2 separate regions of the Rattus norvegicus genome follow, and region 1 is linked to region 2. Evidence: chromatin contacts called from public Hi-C data. All regions are on one chromosome and are shown on one strand. The core of a region is the stretch at or near the end of the contact, and the rest is flanking DNA. Distances in the headings are between cores, read along the strand shown. Region 1 has its middle 43 kb from the start of Ptgr2. Region 2 overlaps LOC134479230 (a long non-coding RNA gene).

Region 1 (4,749 bases), core at 1,222-3,721, 170 kb after region 2:
TCCTCTTCATTCCTCCTTTCTTCTTCGTTTATGTTCTTACTCATTATGTGTTTTAGGGGTGCCATGGCACATGTATGAAGGGCAGAAAACAATTTGTGGGAGCTGACTCTCTCATTCCATCAGGTGGGTCCTGAGCCATTCCACCAGTTCCTTTATGCTTTTTTAAAATATCTGAAGAGTTCATGACAGAAATGGGCCAGAGGAACCATTTCCTCCTTGATGAACCTGTTCACTGTGTCTGTGTTCTAGCTGTTCGAAAACGCAGTGTCGGCGCTCCACTTGCTCCTCTGGAGAGAGAGAAAAGGCTCGGCAGGTAAAGGCACTTAGCTGCTGAGTTTGATCCCAGGAACCTACGTGGAGGAAGGAGAGAACTGATTCCTGTGAGTTGTCCTCTGTCTGCTAGGTGAGTGCCCCCTCCAATGACTGACTGACTGACTGAATAAACAAGTTTAATTAAAAAAAAAAAAAACCTTGAGAAACTTTTCTTCCTTAAGATTATCATGGTGTTTTCTGCCCCCCCCCCCCATTAATTATGGTTCTTTACTGCAGAGCTGAGCTACTTCTGCTACACCACAGATTAAGTTTCAAGTGAAGGCTTATTTGGCTCCCGATTCTGGTTTAAGATTGAAGGGCGGAATCAGGCGATGGCCATTTTGCCATCAGAACTTGGCTAAGAGCCTTGAGACACAGGTCATCACACAGCAAGGGACAGGGAGCATGTGCCTGTGTGAGTCTCTCTCTCTCTCTCTCTCTCTCTCTCTCTCTCTCTCTCTCTCTCTTTCTCTCTCTCTCCTGGTTAACAGCATTCACTCTTGGGCCCACGGCTTCCATGGCCCTGTGTAATCCCAAACATCACACTAGAGTGAGATTAAATTTCACCCCCATAATACCACACTACAGAAATGAAATTGTGTGCAGGTCTGCACAGGGGTGAGTGCTATTCAAACAGCAGCAGTCGTGTTCCTCAGCTTCATTATTCATCCATGTATGATATTTTTTGTTGTTTATTTCTTTTAAAAAATTATTACTTCATGTGTACATGTATGTATGTGGGCCTGAATGTATGCATGTGCATCATATACAGAGGCCAGAAGAGGGCACTGGATCCTCTGGCCTTGAAGTTACTGGTGATTGTGAGCCACCTGATGTGGGTGCTGGGAACTGAGCCCAGGTCTACTGTGGGAACAGCAGGTGCTCTTGGCCGTTGGACCATCTCTCCAGTCACTATTTGCTTCCATTATTTTGCTTCCAGGATTGCTTCCATTTTCCTGGGATTTTTTTTTTCCTTCTTTTTTTCGGAGCTGGGGACCGAACCCAGAGCCTTGGGCTTGCTAGGCAAGTGCTCTACCACTGAGCTAAATCCCCAACCCCATTTTCCCAGGATTTTAAAAGTACTTTACTATTGTCTGTTTTCCTCTATCAAATACTTATCCACACTGGTTTGGGTTAACTGACTGAACATATCTAACTTTCATTTTCTTTCTTCTTTCTTTCTTTCTTTCTTTCTTTCTTTCTTTCTTTCTTTCTTTGTTTCTTCCCTCCCTCCCTCCTTTCTTTCTTTCTTTCTTACTCTTTCTTCCCTCCTTTCCTCCCTCCCTCCCTCCCTCCCTCCCTCCTTCCTTCCTTCCTTCCTTCCTTCCTTCCTTCCTTCCTTCCTTCAATTTATTTTGAAACAAGGTCTCACTACATAGACCAGACTGGCCTTGGACTTACAGAGATCTACCTCAGCCTCCCAGTTACTGGAATTAAAGTTGTGTGCCACCACACCCAGTCAAAAGATTTATTTATTTATTTATTTATTTATTTATTTATTTATTTATTTTTGTTTATTTTTTTCCAAGACAGGGTCTCCCTATGTAGCTCTTGCTGTCCTGAAACTCACTCTGCAGACCAGCATGACTTCAAACTCAGAGATGCACCAGCCTCTGCCTCATGAGTGCTAGGATTAAAGACGTGCTCCTCCACCACCCAGAGATTCATTCTTATTGTAATTAATTATGCGTATGTGTACCTTATGTATGAGTGTGTGCACTTATGTATGGTGGAAGCCAGAGGCATTGGATCCGTCTGGAGCTGGAGTTTTAGGTGGTGGTAAATCACTCCACGTGGCTGCTAAACTTGGCTCCTGAAAGAGCAATAGACACTCTTAATCTCTGAACCGTAACTCCAGCCTCTTTGGTTGTATTGACTCTTAGTTTTTGAGAAGTTTTGCTGGAAAAAAAATCCTAATTTCTGGGGGTAAGGATGGCACAGTGCTTGCCTAGGATACACAAGTCTGATTCCCCAGGAAAACACACACACACACACACACACACACACACACACACACACACACACTGATTCTCTTAAGCTACAATAAAACTTCATTTGTATCCCTCCCAGAGAAAAGCCTTTGACAAGGAGACAGTAGGACGTCCCTGGTGTGAGAGGAGGGCAGAGCAATACAGGGAAGAAGAAGTAACAAGGGTGCATTCGGGCACTGGTTGTCACGGCAGACACGTGGTTCAATCTCCTTGGGGACCTTCTGAAGAACTATGTAGAAACCACTCAGGACTTCCTGTTCATGCATAGGAGAGAGAGTCAGGAGAGCAGCCTTGTTCTCCACTGGTGCCCTCCTACCGTAACCCCCCCTCCAGCCTCCATGTGCGCCTCCCTGCTAGGGCTCTGTCAGGAGGTAGACTGAGCATGCATCCAAGCTGAAGGCAAAGTCCTGAGACTGGAATCTGCTGCAGTTTGACAAAAGCCATTATTGTATAAAGATAAGCCTCCCTCCCCCACCCCCACCCCCCAGACAGGCTTTCTCTGTGTTTATCCTTGGCCATCTTGGAACTCACTCTGTAGACCAGGCTGGCCTTGAACTCAAAGAGATCCAGCAGTCTCTGCCTCCCAAGTTCTGGCATGCATTTCCACCACCTGGCTAGTATCTTCTTTCTTTCTTTCTTCTCCTTTTTTTTTTTTTTTTAAGATTTACTTATTTATTTTTTGTATGAGTATGCTGTCTTCATGTTCTCCAAAGAAGGTACCAGATCCCATTACAGATGGTCGTGAACCACCTGATGTGGTTGCTGGGAATTGAACTCAGGACCTCTGGAAGAGCAGCCAGTGCTCTTTTTTTTTTTTTTTTTTTTTTTTTTTTTTTTTTTTTGTTCTTTTTTTCGGAGCTGGGGACCGAACCCAGGGCCTTGTGCTTCCTAGGTAAGCGCTCTACCACTGAGCTAAATCCCCAGCCCCCAGCCAGTGCTCTTAACCGCTGAGCCATCTCTTCAGACCTGGCTGGGATTTTCTTTAAATGAAGTGTTTTTGTTAGTTTATTGCCTAACTCAGTCTCTTTACTTGTTCTGGATCAAGTTCAATTTTCTATTTTTTCCGTTGCATGACCTCCGTAGAGAATGGTCTCTGTATACTTGTTAGGTGGTGTTCTAGAGATAATGTTAGACTTCGTCACTTCAGTTAGTCTGGTACTTTTCCCTTTTTCCTCCTCCTCCATCTCTTTAGATGTTTTGAGATGGGGTCTCACTGTGTAACCTAGGATAAGTAGAAAAATGTCTAATGCAATTTAATCACTAAATAGCAAGAACAATGCAAAATGGGACACAGCCATCCCTTAGTTTAGCTTAGTTTCTTTGCCTTTCTTTCTTCCTTCCTTCCTTCCTTCCTTCCTTTCTTTCTTTCTTTCATTGATGTTTTGCCTGTATGTATGTATATGTGAATGACAGTGTTGGATTCCCTGGAACAGAATTTACAGACAGTTGCAAGCTGCCATGTGGTTTCTGGGATTCGAACTCAGGTCCTCTGGAAGAGCAGCCAATGCTCTTAACCACTGAGCCATCTGTCCAGCCCCTCCTTCCTTTAGGTTTGAAGCCAAGCGCCGTCACTGAGTCCCTTATACAAAAAGAAAGGAGCTGAGGGTGTCAGAAGGTGTTGTGTGACTGATACAGGCAGAGCTTGAGAGGCAGCGTTTCTCTTTAAGGGCTTTTTGTTTTGTTTTTCCCCTCTTCCTTATTTCTGTGACAAAATACCTGCCAACAAGCAAGGTAAAGGAGCTAGGGTTTGTTGGGACTTAATGGAGGGTAGGGCTAGAGTCCATCATGGGGGGAAGACAGTGGGGGAGGAACAGGAAACGCCATTTGCGTGGAATCTTCAAGGCTCACTTCCTCCACCCACTTCCTCCACCTACTTCCTCCTCCCAAAGGTTCCACAGTGTCCCAAACTGTCACCACTAGTTGGGGACTCAGTGTGCAAACACATAGCTTGTGGAGAACATTGTGTGTCCAAGCCACACAAAACCACCATGGCAACAGCTGATTGGCCATTGACTGTTGACTGATCCTTGGACAAGGGACTTTGCTTCTCATGCCTAGTTTTTGACCTTTTAAATAGAATATAACTCTTGGCTGACCTGTTGTTTACATGCTTTTGTTTTATTGTCTTGGTTCATTTTACCACCGCAGGATGGTTTTTTTTTAAATGCTCCCCACCCCGACCAGGGTCAGCTTTGGAATCTCTCCCCAATCAGCCTCTAGATACATAAAATGTTACAATTAGAAATTGATTCATTTGATCCCTTTTCATAGTTGTATGGAACAGGATACATTCTAATCCTCCTTGGCCATGTATCCCACAGTGTGGTGAACTTATGACCCTCTCCTGAGAGCTAGTTTTGAAAGACGAGACAGGGAAGAAGCTGGAACGCATTAAGGCTGGATTAAAGAGAAGCCACACGAGGTCATCACCCCAGAAAAGAGCAAG
Region 2 (5,256 bases), core at 215-2,714:
AAAGGGGATTTTGAGGACCTTTGGGAGTTAGGTCTACACTGCAGTGGGAAGTGTGTGTGCCCTTGGACTCTGTGGAGCTCTCAAGTGACCAGCATGCAATCATGGAACTCTGTGCCCTCCTGGGGTCTGCCTAGAGGGCCAACCTCTGTAGGGAAGCAAAGACTCAGCCTTTTGTCCCTTTTGGTGATCTGCATTGAAGAGCCCAGGCCTGTGAACAAGGCCTATGTAAGAAGGCCCAGGGGAAATGGTTGTATGCACTCCCTATCTTAGGACCATAGTCACTGCCCACGAGTGGGTCAGGCCAAGAACACTTCAAGACATCCTGCTGTAGCCTGGCTCTTAAATGTAGCCCCAAGAGAGACAGAGAAAAGATCTTGATAGTTCTAGACACTGTGATCTGGTTTTTAAGCAACTTGACTTAAGTAACTCAGCAACTTTTACTCAAAAGCCAACAACAACAAAAACCCTTGTCCTTAACTTTGATTCATCAGGACCTGAGTTGGAATTCAGATTTTGTAGCCTGGCTCTTGTGAGCTACAAAACACTTGACAGCTGACCCGCCCTAGGGCAGGAAAGATGTTTACAAAGCAATTGGCAAGCACTTAGGTTTACAACCAAACAAAGAAACATATTCAAGATGTGGCTCTCAGTGCAACGCTTGAGGAAGTGCTAACAGGTGCCTTGCACGTGTTTAACAAACAGCTTTTCCATTATGGGTGTTCACAGGGCTTCAAGGCAGAAAAATGCTCCTCCTTTTACTTCCTGAGGATTCAAAAACTTCTGTGCTCAATCAACATAAGAGAGTAAAACCTAAGATATGTTAATACAAAATTGTCATAATAAAAAAAAAGGGTTGGACTCATCCCTGTGCTAATGTGTGCTTGTAAATCCCTAAAGGTAGGTAACGCCCTTAGACCCGGGTAGACCTCAGCTGGATCAGATTGTCTTTTACTTACATTTGTGGTTCTCAACCTATGGGTCTCAACCCCTGTGAGGGCTTACCTAAGACCGTCGGATGTCAAACATCAACATTATGATTCATAACAGTAGCAAATTTACAGTTATAAAGTAGCAAAAAAATAATTCTATGGCTGGGGGAGGGGCACCATGAGTTTCAGAACCCAGAATAAAAGAATAAAAAAATAGAATTAAAAGACACAGGGTAAAATGTTTATGGCTACGACTGGGCATGGAGCTGCATTCCTTTAATCCCAGCATTCATTGTACGTGTTAGGAGACAGAGGCAGGCAGATCTTTGTGAGTTTGAGGTAAATGTGGTCTACATAGAAAGTTCCAGGACAGTCCGTCATAACTACACAGTGAGACGGGATTTTGATAGACACTTCATAGTCCCTCCTACAAATTACATGTGCACTTCCTTCTGTAGGGATGGATCTGCACACCCACAGGACAGCTCATCAAGTACACACGGCTGATGGTTTGTTGGCTCCGAGTTACCCTCAAGGCTAATCACCCACACACTGACTGGGGAAATTCGGGACTCGTGCCCCTGGAGCATGCAAACCATTCCCTGGCTACACAGAGCAAAGGTAATGAAGGAAAAGTGCAGTCTGAGACAAGGCAACCACACGGCCAGAGGGCAAGAATGACTACGATTGACTGACTACCTTTGCTCCCCATCCCTATATACCGTGATGGCTGAAGAGGAAGAGGAAGGCTGTTGAGGATGCCCATCCACTGAGCTCTCATAATGTCAACTCTCTGACTAATTCATACTTTAAAGAATCAATTCCTGTCTCTGCCTCTCACAGTCCCTGAGTGACAAGTTGCAAGGGCTCTGGTGCCTCAGTCTTTTTCTTCCTCTCTCTAAGGCTGCACTCTTGGCTGGACCTTTAGTAAATGCATGGGTCTCCAGTGTGTCAATGTTGGGTTTAATTTCAGGTTACTGAGCATGCAAGATAGAGGGAAAGAATTTTACCCTCCACTTCCAAAGACTGAAACTTTATTTCTATCTTTCCGTTGACCTGATTATAGTTTACTATGTTTATTATAGTAGCTTCAAGTCTTTGAAAGACCCTAGTTCTCATTGAAGTGTAAGAGCTATTAAGAGGCTTGGCCTGATAGAAAGTAGGTAGGTTATGGAGTTCCTGTGAAAGACCCTAAGGGCTTTCGAGAGCTTTACACCTACTGCCTCAGGTCAAGACTAGGCCAAGTTCCATTCTCTACCCACAGTTTTCAGGAGGAGCAGGGACATTCTTGAAAAACTGCAGAATGTACTGACTAATAGTCACCTGACCCTCTGGTCCCAGATAGAGTTCAAATTCATGCCATATGCTTGCTAGCCAATAGATTCAAAGGTCAATATGATTAGCCAATCAGTTTAAACAGTAACCTGGCTTTTTGTGGTTTGCTCTAGAGTTACTGTATTTTGATGTTAATTCCACTGTCCCAAGGACAGCTGCCTAGTCAAGGACTCAGAACTCAGGTGACTTCACCAGAACCACCTCTCTATTGAATTTGTAAAGTACTGGTGAAGGGCAGGTACAGGATAGAAGGAGGCCTGTCATTGGAGGAGAAGGAAGGATGGGCGGGAGAGAAGTTTGAAGGAAGAGGAGGAGACTAAGGGAGAGAGGAGAGAAAGGAGGGAGAGAGGGGCAGAGAAGCCATGGCAGGACAAGATGGCAGGTGACGTTAAGATTCTGTTCTGTGTATTTACAGGTTGTTATTAATGTTCTCAAGGAATGGATAGTACCAGGCTTTGTATGTTTAAGTGGGCAATTATATCTTACCAATTGGGTCAAAGGTTATTGTGTTGTGTGTTCTTTTATGTGAGGGTTTGAGTGTAGGAAAGTGCGCAGCTGGGGTGTGTTTCCGCCAAGACATGTAGCAGATATCTTGGGGCACTGTGGTGGGGACCTAGCGAGTAAAAGACAACTATACCCTTTTTACATTTATATTTTTACAACAACCCTGGCTGATTTAACCTGTATTCCTAAAAAGTATAAAAACTGCTTGTTAGGTCGCCTTCTAGTCACTCACCACAGGGGACTGATTGAAGATCGACATTGACGTGCCGGAAAATAAATCTCTTGCATTTGCATCGAACTCTGTCTTCCTGTCTCACTTGGGGGATCTCCCGGGAGTTAAGGGTCACTTTGAGCCTTACACCTCAGTCTTTTTGGTCCTCTCTGTAAGGCTGCACTGTTGACTGGGATCTTTTGTAAATGCATGAGTCTACAGTGTGCCAATGTTGGGTTTAGTTTCCGGTTACTGAGCATGCAGGATAGAGGGAAAGAATTTTACCCTCCACTTCCAAAGGCTGAAAACTTTATTTCTATCTTTCCCTTGAGTTTATTATAGTTTATTATGTTTATTATGCTTGCTTCAAGTCTTAAACTTCCCCTCACTTTCTCTTTCTATTTTTTGGGACTTCTGATTCAAAAGGAGAATAGAGCAAAGGGAACACATACACAATAAGCAGTGCCTTAGGGAACTGTGAGAGGCCCCAGGAGAAAAGGCAGAGGGCCTTTTACCTCAGGTGTATTTGGTTCCCTGGATTGTTCTTGGATATGATTTCATGACTCCTGTGACGAACATTTACATTGAACTTATAAGACATGTTTGTTCTTGCTGCTTGTTGGAACATCCAGTCTGGTAAAAGGATGTGTTGAGCGATGTCCTCAGTGTGCCCTGAATGGGAACGTGGCCTCTGCCTTGCTGTCATGCTTTCCAAGAGATAATCTATAGTAGGTGCCAGGCAACTGGGTTTAGTCTGTTCCAAGAAAGTTCTGGAAAGAGCTGCCCTGTTAATATTTAATATGTATTTACTGGCATTTATTTACATGTTTTCCTGAACTCAAACAACTTTCCTAGGGTCATTGCCTTCTTTGTTTCTTTCACGTATAAAAGTGCACTGAAACTGAAGCAGGACTGTAGTCTGCCCCATGCTCTCAGGTCTCGGTAGCAAACACCTAATGCTCTTGATATGTTGTCGTAAAATTATAAAAACTAAAATGCTGTCTTTTATCCCCCACTAGGTCTGGCACCACAGTGCCCCAAGATATCTGATAGATATCTTAATCTCAGTCAGCAAAGCATCTCACCCACTCTGCTCCACCCCATATCACACCGCCGAAGGCCTCTCTCTGAGCCTGGCAGCGATCTCTCTACCCATCCAGTTCCCAAGGCAGGTTTCCATGCCAGAAAGACACATCTCAACTCCGTGACAACTTAGTGTCCCAGGCGCCACACACTCTCTTAAACTTAATTCTCCACAAGAAAGAACACACAATAACCTCTGATCTAATTGATAAGATATAATTGCCCACCTAAACACATAAAGCCCTGTATACATCCATCCCTTAAGAACATTCATAACAACCTGTAAAGGTACAGAGTGGAATCTTAACGTCAGCCTCCATGTTCTCTCCACGGCTTCTCTCTCGGCTCCCCCAGTCTCCAGTCTCCTCCTCTTCCCTCAAACTTTTCTCCTGCCCAACCGTCCTTCTCATCCAATGACAGGCCTTGTTCTATCTTTACCTGCTTCACTGTATGACATCCTACATTTGAGTGTCAGAGGAAAATATATATGAGGAGTTGGTTGCCTTTTAAAACAAATTTGAAGAATCAGAATACAACAATTATAAATTAAGGTGCAAACACAGTTAAGGTTTTAAGAAACATTCAGGTTTATTGAATTATTTATAACAGGTGGTCTCACTTTTATATAGTGTTACCAATATCATTTTTAAAAATCACATAATCCTAATGTAAATGTTCTACCAACCTTTGAGATATTGAAGTTACGTGTCCATAGTATATACAAGAAGCCCAATACAATTGCTTTGCTAGAAGAATCCTTATTCATTTGAAAAGATATTATAAAGCTAGATGCACATTTGCTTTAATTTTTTTTTCCTTTTCTTTTTTTCGGAGCTGGGGACTGAACCCAGGGCCTTGTGCTTGCTAGGCAAGTGCTCTACCACTGAGCTAAATCCCCAACCCCTGCTTTAAAATTTTTATTAGTTTTATTTCTAACTAGTAAATACTCTGTAACTAAAGTGTTGTGACTTCCATTCTAACAGGAGAAATTGAAATCTGATATTGTTTTTTAACATTTTCTTATGTATTTAATGTATATAAGTACACTGCATCTGTCTTCAGAAACACCAGAAAAGGGCCTTGGATCCCATAACAGATGGTTGTGAGCCACCATGTAGTTGCTGGGATTTGAACTCAGGACCTCTGGAAGAGCATCAGTGCTCTTAATACTGAGCTACCTCTCCAGCCTCAAAC

Evidence for each region. A called contact is a pair of places that touch in the nucleus more often than the background predicts.
Region 1: a contact with region 2 is called in a Hi-C map of liver, with 4 times the contacts expected there. The contact joins two enhancer-like sites. A contact is called at or near these places in 4 of 12 Hi-C or Micro-C datasets (the A7r5 cell line, Schwann cells, liver and 1 more).

The regions. Positions count from the first base shown.
Region 1 is chr6:109,616,865-109,621,613 of GRCr8, forward strand. No RefSeq gene overlaps it. Among named protein-coding and RNA genes, the nearest start is that of Ptgr2, 43 kb to the right of the region's middle. Within about 2 kb of position 2,472, at least 3 of the 93 cell types and tissues checked have an H3K27ac peak or open chromatin away from gene starts, as enhancers often do. A contact at or near this core is called in liver, where this site is marked.
Region 2 is chr6:109,448,262-109,453,517 of GRCr8, forward strand. It overlaps LOC134479230 (a long non-coding RNA gene), which reads left to right. Exons shown (of 3, transcript XR_010052282.1): 3 at 1,388-1,878. It also overlaps the pseudogene Acot5-ps1. Among named protein-coding and RNA genes, the nearest start is that of Acot6, 13 kb to the right of the region's middle. Within about 2 kb of position 1,465, at least 5 of the 93 cell types and tissues checked have an H3K27ac peak or open chromatin away from gene starts, as enhancers often do. A contact at or near this core is called in liver, where this site is marked.